2 separate regions of the Mus musculus genome follow, and region 2 is linked to region 1. Evidence: chromatin contacts called from public promoter capture Hi-C data. All regions are on one chromosome and are shown on one strand. The core of a region is the stretch at or near the end of the contact, and the rest is flanking DNA. Distances in the headings are between cores, read along the strand shown.

What was found. Capture Hi-C pulls out chosen DNA fragments and counts their contacts.
Region 2: a contact with region 1 is called in a promoter capture Hi-C map of pancreatic islet. The contact joins the promoter of Olfr317 here to the promoter of Trim58 in region 1. A contact is called at or near these places in 27 of 484 Hi-C or Micro-C datasets (the 4T1 cell line, the AML12 cell line, B cells and 16 more), 2 of 115 datasets of contacts at active chromatin or transcription factors (embryonic stem cells and pancreatic cancer cells) and 3 of 9 other capture datasets (adipose tissue, liver and pancreatic islet).

The regions. Positions count from the first base shown.
Region 1 is chr11:58,638,318-58,643,402 of GRCm38.p6, reverse strand. Trim58 (tripartite motif-containing 58) reads right to left here and starts at 2,938. Exons shown (of 6, transcript NM_001039047.1): 1 at 2,519-2,938; 2 at 269-364. The coding sequence starts at 2,935.
Region 2 is chr11:58,730,358-58,735,493 of GRCm38.p6, reverse strand. Olfr317 (olfactory receptor 317) reads left to right here and starts at 2,271. Exons shown (of 1, transcript NM_001011769.2): 1 at 2,271-3,398. The coding sequence starts at 2,331. The coding sequence ends at 3,314.

The sequences.
Region 1 (5,085 bases), core at 1,689-4,188:
CACTGAGTCTTCATTCATCTTACAGCCCTGCTTGTGAATTGTGGGCTGAGGTGATGGGGTTCCACCAGTGAGTCTGACCGTAAGATTCGGATAGCAAGACTACTTACTTAAGTCAGGTCATATGGAGAGGATTTTAAAAGGGGTGGGTTGGCCCAGGAAGGCACTATGATGCGTTTCTGGAGAAAATAATGAGTTGGAACACAAGTGGGAGAGAGTTGACCTCACATCACTGGCCTGCAAGCTCCCTGAAGCCACAGTTCTGTCTCACCTTCCAGATGATGGTCTTTTTTCCCACGTTGGCCTCCTGGGTCAGAGCCTCCTCCATTTCCTTCTTCACAAGTTCCAAAGACGCTCGGAGCATCCTCTGTTTGGGAAGACAAGACCATTGTGTTCTCTCAGGCCTTAGAGTTTGCTTAGATGTACAAAGATCAGCCAGGAACCAACTGACTGTTGGACTCACGAAAGTCAGCAGACGCCTTCCTCATCTGGTGCCTGACACCAAGATGTGCCTAAAGATTTGTCATTAGGTCACTCTTTCCAATAATTAATCAAAAGGACAAAGTATGAGCTGGTGAGATGGCTCAGTGGTTAAGAGCACTGACTGCTCTTCCAGAGGTCATGAGTTCAATTCCCAGCAACCACATGATGACTCACAACCATCTGGAATGAGAAACAAATAAAATACCTATGGGCCAGGGTGAGCAGGAACCCGAGCGATGGGGGGGGGGGGGAGGGCTGTGGGGAGGGGCAAGTGGTGGCTGGAGTGAAACTGGCTGGAGCAAGAGGGAGAAGGGAAGGGGGAAAAAGAGAAAGTAACAATAGAGTATAAATAAGGGGTTGTAGTATATTTAGTAGTCAGAAATACAATTATAATGACAAATAGTTGTATTTTATAAAATATAATGCCAATTTTGAAAAAAATGTTTAGAGTGAATATATAAAAACTATGTTGCAGCAGAGGAAATGCTGTCTGCTATTGATAGACTGAAGGGTGATGAAATTTCTTATTTACCACTTAGTATAAGGGCTTTAAAACATTTATTGTGTATGTGTGTGTGTACGTGTGTGTACCTACAAGAGTGCGAGAGACAAATATGGAGGATAGATACGATTTGCAGGAGCCAGTTGTCCTTCCGTCATGTGGGTTTGGGGATCAGTCTCACAGATTGTCAGGCTGGCAGCCAGTGCCCTACCCAGGGAGTGGAGAGGATGCAGCAGGAGCTGTCTCCTTTCAGCACCAGGACCCTGCAGGAGGCACGTGTGAACACTTGATGGCAGAGAACACATGCACAAATATGCTTTGGAAAGAAAAATGTATGAACCCTGCCATAAAAGCTACTCCATAAACCCTGCACACGCACGGTTCATACTTGAAAGGCGGGCACTATAGGGCTGTGTAGCGCGTGCACATAAAATAGCCTTGGAACTCAGGGTAGTGCTTGACCAGACTGGCTGGGATTTGCTTTGCTGTTGAAAAATTTGGCTCAGCAGATGGAGTAAAGCCCCACCAGCCCAAAGAAACCAGGGGCCACACCAAAGAGGTGACAAACAGCACAGCAGGGCTAGGTACAACAGTGACAGGGCAGATTCCACTGGGTCTGTGTGGTTAGGATAAGAGCTGAGCACAGTTTGCACAGGGCCCTAGGCAGCTGCAGCTGATTGGCCCAGAGGTCTAGACGATGTTTATTTGGCATTTAATCGAGGAAAACAAAAGCCCTACAGAATATTTGTAGAAAACAGTATCAGAAATGTATCGCTAGCCAAGGTCTGTGTGACATTTTCAGGACTTAAGCAGGTGGGATCATAATTTTTAAATCTGATTAGGAAATAACTGGTGCCCAAATTTTTACCAAGTTGAGGAAAGCAAGTGGTAAAATCAAGAGAGATTTTTCAACGAGTTGAGGAAAACACCTAATTTATAATTTTAGAGAAAATCAACCCAGCAAACATCTTAAGAAAGTTAGTGCTCTGTGCAACTCCGTGGTCAAGCTTGTCAAGGAAGGAAAACCACGCTGGTGTCCCTTGTGCTGGTTGTTCCGGAAGATGGAAACGTAAATGTTCTTAAAATGTGTCCAGCAACTTCAGAGGAAGATGAGTGAGCAAAGCAGCCTTCTGCCAATGCCCAGATAACACACACAGAGGCAAGAAGCAGTAGGAAACCCCTCCGAGTCTGTGCTCAGCAAAGGGAGTTTCCCACGTGCTACACCAGAGGCCCATTATAGTAGGAGGCAGGATTTAGCCTATGCCCAACCCCGGGGTTCCCAGGGGCGAAAGCCACCCCAGCTTCGGGGAATGTGAGCCAGTAAGAACGGGGAACGGGGAACGGGAACGGGGAACGGGGGCAGGGGGTGGGGGTTGGAGAGGGGAAGACCAGAGAAGGAAAGAGCTTGGGAGTTAATAGTTACTACTTATACAATAGCACCATTTGGCTCTGTATGGTACATGTCCCTTCACATTCCAAGGTCATCAGCCTCAGTGTTTTCCCTATTTCCACACGGGAACCTGAGCTGAGGCTCACCTGGTAGCGGCTGGCAGCCTCCTGCAGCGTCTCTGTGCGGTGGCTCCGGTGCTCAGGGCTGGTATCGCAGACCCAGCACAGCATCGTCTGGTCCTCTTCACAGAAGTGGCTCAGGTCCTCACCGTGCCTCGCACACTGACGCGACCCCGCGTGTCCCGTGCCCAGCCCCAGCTGCCGCACGCTGTCCACCAGGCTGGCCAGCTGCCGGTTGGGTCTGAAGCTGGCGGGCCTGAAGGGACCCCTGCACTGGGGACAGGCGTAGACGCCCTGAGCGCTGTCCGACTTCTCGCAGAACTCCGAGATGCACCGCAGACAGAAACTGTGGCCGCAGTCCACGCTGATGGGCTCCTGCAGGAAGTCCAGGCACACGGAGCACCGCGCCTCCTCCTGCAGTCGCTCCCCGGGTGCCGTGGCCATGGCCTTAGCTTGTGGCAGCAGCTCCTATTACCCTAGCGGTCTGCATAGAAGGAAGGAAACCCAAAAGCAGGGGAACAGGCCCTGAGGGTTTTATCGCCTGGGCTGGCCCGGATCCAGCAGCCAAAAAGAGCCACTCCTGGTGACAGCAACAAGTCCAATGACTGTCACCTCTTCAGAAACCCAGCAGCTCCTCTTCTGGTTTTTTGTTTTTTGTTTTTTTTTTTTTTTCCTATTCTTTCCTTCCCTATCTTTATTTTGAGTCTAATATAATGCAGCTTTTACGCCACCCTAACTCACATTTAGAGGCTATTGAAGCTTGCAGCATGATTTTGTAGTATGGGTGGAACCCAGCGCTTCACACAAGCCAAGCAAGTTCTACCACTGAGGAACACCCCCAGTCTCTTATTTTGGGATGGGAGATCTACCAATTTTGCCTAGGCTGGCCTTGAATTCACCTGTAGTCCAGGCTGTCTTTGAACTCACTCTGACACCTAGTCTGACTTGGAACACCCTATTCCTGGCTCAGCATCCCAAATAGCTGGAATGATAGGACTATACCATCAAGACCAACAAAGTTGCCTTCCCCAGTAATATTTATTTATTTATTTATTTATTTATTTATTTATTTATTTATTGCCCATAAGATGGCAAAGATGCTTGCCACTAAACCTGACCTGAATTTGACTCTCCAGACTCACATGGTTGAAAGAAATCTAACTGGCAAAAGTTGTTGTCTGGCTTCCATGTTGGAGTGGCAGCACACACACACACACACACACACACACACACACACACACACACACACTCACTCACTCACACAACCCACACAGGAAAAACCTCAAATGTAAGATTAACAAAAGTTCCCGGAATTTCCTGAAGCATGCAGACTTAGGGTTAGCTCTTGAGTCTATCTGTGCATATTACACATGAAGTTGGCTGGGGGTAGTTGCCCTGCTAGTAGGACAAAATCAGAAATAAGCCTGCCTCTTAGGAGTCCCTCATGCCACATCAGCCAATGTGGGGCACGCCTGCCCTCTTCCCCCACTATTACTGAATGGTACCATGAACTTCTGTTGTAATCACAAAAACAAAAACAAAAACAAAAAACACCCTTGGAAAAAATACTTATTTTTTCCTCAGTCTTTCTTTCTTGAGATTTTCTACTTTCAGAAATAAACTACCATACCACTGGAAGGACAGATGCGAGGATGACGTGTGTGGTAATGGCAGGTGGGCAGCCCAGCATGGATGAGAACAGTATAATAGGTGCCCTCCTGCCCGAGGAGGCCAGAGAGGGCACAGGATCCCCTGGAGCTAGAGTTTCAGATGCGTGTGAGCCACCTGCCATGGGTGTCAGGAACAGAACTCAGCCCTTCTGCAGGAGCAGCGAGTCCTCTTTGACCACCGAGTCACCTCTCCAGCCTCTGAAAGGAACAATTTCCAGTCCAGCCCATGAAAACTGCACTTGTTGACACAGGGAGGCTGAGGCGATTATGTAGGAGTAAGTTGATTTCATTGAAGATGTGTTGTGACTTGGTCCCATGAGGAGGCAGGACTGGGGTGAGTCTATCTGTTCAGGTGACGTGTTAATGTCTGTCACCTGAATACTCCGTGACTCTACTGAAGGTCAGTTTGTTTGGTGGCTGGCACATTTATCCATCTGTCACCATTATATATGTGTGTGTTGGGAGTCTTGAGTCTCGGGGCAGTCTTGGATACGAAGGTGGGAGGAAAAGCCTGGAGGTTGGACCTCATCCCTCCAGGAGCCTTGTGCTCAGCTGGTGAAAACCATCTCAGAATCAGGCTAACACAAGTACTAACCAGGAGAAATGCTCCTTTCTAGCCCCCATAGGACCATAGCACGGGACCCTAACATGCAGCCACAGAGGTTGGACCTCAAAGGGCTCTGAGCTAACAGAGGAGGACAAGCTGGCAATGACGAAGTGCCTGTTCCAAGCTGTGTGACCCCCCCCAAGTGTCCTGGGCAGAGGGGCTGGCTACATCCAGATGACTAAGAAGCCTCCAGAAAGGCTGGTCCTGACAAACAATAGCAAATAAACTTGCAAGGAGTGGCCCGGCTGGTGACTCAGGACCTGGCAAGCTCCTCCGAGGTTCGCAGAGCTTTACTATGAGGCAAAGCTTGGCTTGGA
Region 2 (5,136 bases), core at 1,022-3,521, 93 kb before region 1:
CTTCATAGTGAATTATAGGACATGCATGGCTACAAAGTGAGACTCTGTCTCAGAGAGAGAGAGAGGGAGAAAGGGAGGGAGGGAGAGAAAGAGAGAGAGAAAGAAAGCCAGGCAGACAGAGACAGAGAGAGACAGAGACAGAGAGATGTTACTTATTATTTAGTTATGTGTATGTTCTCACAATACATTTTGCTTTGTTGTGTAGATAAGGATAGCTCTGAGTCTGACGTGTAGCCAAAGATGGCCCTGAACTCCTAATCCTCCTGCCTCTGTTTCCTGACTGCTGGGGTTACAGTGATGAACCACCACATTTCATTTATATGGTGACAGATGGTGCTGAGGATGAAACTTGGACTTCATGCATGCTAGACAAAAGTGAACCCCAGCCCCATAGTTTGTTTTTTATGTATTTGAATTTACAATATCTGGGTAGTCAAAATTTCAAGTAATGTCACATGCCTATGCTCATTTGAATTTAGCAATTGCTTTTTTCCCCATTTATAATACCATTGTCTGTTAAATAACTAATGTCATTAACTAGAAGTTATTAACTACACACACACACTCTTTCTGCGGACCATCTGTCTTTTGATGCTGTGAATATGCTTTGGAGGGTATGTGTCCTCTGACTGGAGGTCAAAAATGCAGGACAGATTCCTTCACATGAGATTAATGGGGGCAAAGAGAAAACACTCAATTCTCAGTCCTGTAAAAGAAACAGGTTTCTTTTATTAAAGCAACATGTACAGCCTTGGGTGTGTGTGCAGAGAAGTAGGCATCTCTTAAGAACTATGATGTCAGCTTAAACTCTAACTAAGCATGCAAGAATGGATTAATGTCTCATGCCTTTCAGTGATCTATGCAGCTCTGGTGCAGGGCATGCAGGCCACCTCAGCTTTCCTGAATGCCAAAGAGACTAGGGGATGGCAATTGGTAGAGAAATTGGTTTTATTTACATTTTGACCACACCTGAGATAGAACCTTCCTTTCTCTGTCTTTCCTGTAATGTGCTACAGAGGCAAGGGATATGCATGTGTTATTTAGCTGTGAGGTGGGTTGACCAATCTTCTCCCAGCAGGATTTGAACCTGGACCCTGGGCCTTCTCCATTTCTTGTTCTAGCTGGCAAGAAGACTCAGTGGGTAAAGGGACTTGCTGCCAAGCCTGATGACCTGCATCTGATCCCCCACACTCACATGATGGAGGGAGAAAACTGACTCCTAAAAGTTGTCCTTGTACCTGCAAAGGTGAGCTAACACACACACACACACACACACACACACACACACACACACACACACACACACAAATGTAATGAAAACAAAACTTTAATTAGGATTCCATTTTTCTTTAAGGAGTATTTCCTATGTACTTTGGAAGAAAAACAAGCAGCATGCTGTCTAGGCAGCAGGCCCAGAGAGAGGTCTTATGAGCCGCTGGTTTTACTGATAACCCATTGTCTCCTACACCATTCTCTATCCAGAGATCCAAAACTCACTAAAAATAACAAAAGGACAGAATGTGTCCCATGGGTCCCAAGCAAAGCACGGTTCGTTTGCTCCAGATGTGGTGCAGTGCTTCAGCTGCTCACTGAAGTTCCCTCTGCTGGGAACGGTGCTCTAGATGGGTTTTGTCAATCTTGATAAACTTTAATGGTTTAGAGTAGATTTCTCTATATTTTGCAGTAGATTATGAGATGCATAATATATATGTATATACACACACATATATAAAGTTTATACATTTGTAAAAAATATTTAAAGATATTTCTAGTAACACCAGTCTGTCCTTGAATTACCAAAATTTCAAAAATTTCTAGGAAAAAAGCCCAGCAAATTTATTTTCAAATACATCTGTGTGTGAGCCAACCCACGTGGGCTCACATGGGTGACGTCCACATTTCCCATCTGCTGTGCTGGACGTGTTTGAATACTCTGGGTTGATTATGCAGGGCTGGATGCTGGGCATGTTCAAATGCTGTGGGTTGATTATGCAGGGCTGGATTTTGTGCTCTTTGCCTTTGGACAGGAGCTTGGGATTGTGGGTCTGGAGAGAATCAAAATCTGGACCACAGCACAATTCATCTCTTGCTTCATGGAATTAGAGGCAAGATGAGAGCAAGTGAAGCAGAAATAAAGCATCAATTGCTAGGTTCAAAGACAACCCTGTCCAGCTTCTCCGCATTACAGCTGACTTGCCATATACATGACGCAGTTTGTTTATCTGTCAGAGTTACTACATGTTTGTTGGAACTAAACAAGTAATAAATAATGGAAGTTCTGTCCTCTCCCATCACTGTCAGTATTGATGTCTTCCTCAGGTGCAGTAGAGATGGGAGCAACCAACGACAGCACCTTCAGCCATTTCATCCTTACTGGCTTCTCTGACCGGCCTGAGCTGGAGAGGGTCCTCTTCGCCATCCTCCTGCCCGCCTACCTCCTGACCCTGCTGGGCAACAGCACCATCATCCTGGTGTCCAGGCTGGACCCGCACCTTCACACCCCCATGTACTTCTTCCTCACACACCTGTCCTTCCTGGACCTCAGCTTCACCAGTAGCTCCATCCCACAGCTGCTCTATAACCTCAGCGGGCCGGACAAGACCATCAGCTATGTGGGCTGTGCTCTGCAGCTGGTCCTGTTCCTGGGCCTGGGGGGTGTGGAGTGCCTGCTGCTGGCTGTCATGGCCTATGACCGATTTGTGGCGATCTGCAAACCTCTGCACTACATGGTCATCATGAGCCCCAGGCTCTGCGTGGGCCTGGTCTCAGTGGCCTGGAGCTGCGGTGTGGCCAACTCCTTGGCTATGTCTCCAGCAACTCTCAGCCTACCCCGCTGTGGGCACCACAGGGTGGATCACTTCCTCTGCGAGATGCCAGCTCTCATCAGGATGGCCTGTGTCAACACAGCTGTCGTTGAAGGCATTGCCTTCATCCTGGCAATAGGCATCGTGCTGTCGCCCCTGGTGTTCATCTTGGTCTCCTATGGTTACATTGTAAGAGCGGTGTTGCGAATCAGCTCAGCTGCAGGACGGCAGAAAGCATTTAATACGTGTGGCTCGCACCTCACCGTGGTCTCGCTTTTCTACGGAAATATCATCTACATGTACATGCAGCCGGGGAACAGCTCCTCCCAGGACCAGGGCAAGTTCCTCACCCTCTTCTACAACATTGTCACCCCTCTCCTCAACCCTCTGATCTACACGCTCAGGAACAAGGAGGTGAAGGGGGCGCTCAGAAGGCTGCTCCTGGGTAGCCGAGAGACAGGGAAAGTAAGGGCTAGTTCTAGATGGACCAGAGGGAAGCTGTCCTGGTGAGGATGGCACTGAATACTGAGAGAACTTTGCAGGCTCTCAGGCTAACATCTAATGAGAAAGAAAGGGGGCAGAGAAAATGTTCCGCAGTGATTTGGGGGAAATTCTGACTATTCTACCACAGAGGAAAACACAGGCACGTTACTGGATTTGCAAAGGGTTCTGAGATTTGGTAGTCATGAAGATGGTGTGTGTTTTAAATTTCTTCCTTGTGGTTAAAGCAGATTTTCCCATGTTAGATGCAGATCTGATGGTTTGTCCCTAGGCTGGTGCAGTGTTATCCTGTACATGCGGAGATGTGATCTCCTGGTAAGGTAAGGCGACAACAGTTGCCTTCTGTGCACTTTTTACATTAGGGACATTAGTGGAGAGTGACTGTGGGTAGCTGGTCTTACAGGTAAGGCATAAGCATCATGCTCTCTTGTCCCCATGTCCCCACATAAGTCCCTTTGATATCAGGGCTATGGAGGGCAGGCATCCCTGGTCTGGATGTCACTCCACATGAGGGCTTGGGTAGCACTGCAGTACTGCATCTGATCTACACTAGTGGACAGCTCTCCACTGATCTGCGTCCTCTGGAGTTTCTATAATCCTGTGTAAGGTCCCAAACTATGTGCTTTGTGAATGACCTGAACATTACCTGTTTCCCTACCATTCTATCCCATGATGAGCCACCAATCAATAAAGAGTATTTTCACTCATCTCCCTTGTCAGCATGACTAGTTTTAGAAACCAGGAGACCAAGGGCACCTCAAAGTGGTTCAGAGAGGGCGTTTGTAGAGCACGAACTGAGGAGGAAGACCCACCCTGAGTGTGTCTCTGTGCCCCAGACGGTTAACAAGACTAAGACAGAAGAAACAAGCAGGCAGCCACATCTCCCTGCAGTTTCCAGGCTGCCCTGAGGTGAGAAGCCCCTCGGCTGGCCATGCCTTCTTGACAAGATGGACAGAACCATCAGAACCATCAGAACCCCTGAGCCTCTGGGCGTTACTTCTTCATCAAAGCTTAGTGACTTAGTCACAGTAATGAAGCAGTAACTGATGTTACAGCAAAGCTAACAAATGGAACAGCAAGGGTAAGTTCTCACCAGCGTGTAACCTGGTCCCAGGTAGGACACAACTTCTCTTAAAAATGCATTTCATTTGCTTGTTTTAAATTTCTTTTTGATCACTTTTATTTAGTGTGTGTGTGTATCAAGAGGCTTGGCAGCAAGCACCTTTACCCACTGAGCCATCTTGCCAACCCTGTTTTTAATTTCTTTTTTAAAAATATTTTATTTTATTTATTAGAAACAACTCTGAAACAGTTTACTAATCATTGACTTTTTAAAAACAATTTTTATTAGGTATTTTCCTCACTTACATTTCCAAAGCTATCCCAAAAGTCCCCCCTACCCACCCCCCACTCCCCTACCCGCCCACTCCCCCTTTTTGGCCCTGGTGTTCCCCTGTACTGGTGCATATAAAGTTTGCAAGTCCAATGGGCCTCTCTTTCCAGTGATGGCCGACTAGGCCATCTTTTGATACATATGCAGCTAGAGACAAGAGCTCCGGGGTACTGGTTAGTTCATATTGCTGTTCCACATATAGGGTTGCAGATCCCTTTAGCTCCTTGGGTACTTTCTCTAGCTCCTCCATTGGGGGCCCTGTGATCCATCCAATAGCTGACTGTGAGCATCCACTTCTGTGTTTGCTAGGCCCCGGCATAGTCTCACAAGAGACAGCTATATCTGGGTCCTTTCAGCAAAATCTTGTTAGTGTATGCAATGGTGTCAGCATTTGGAAGCTGATTATGGGATGAATCCATGGATATGGCAATCGCTAGA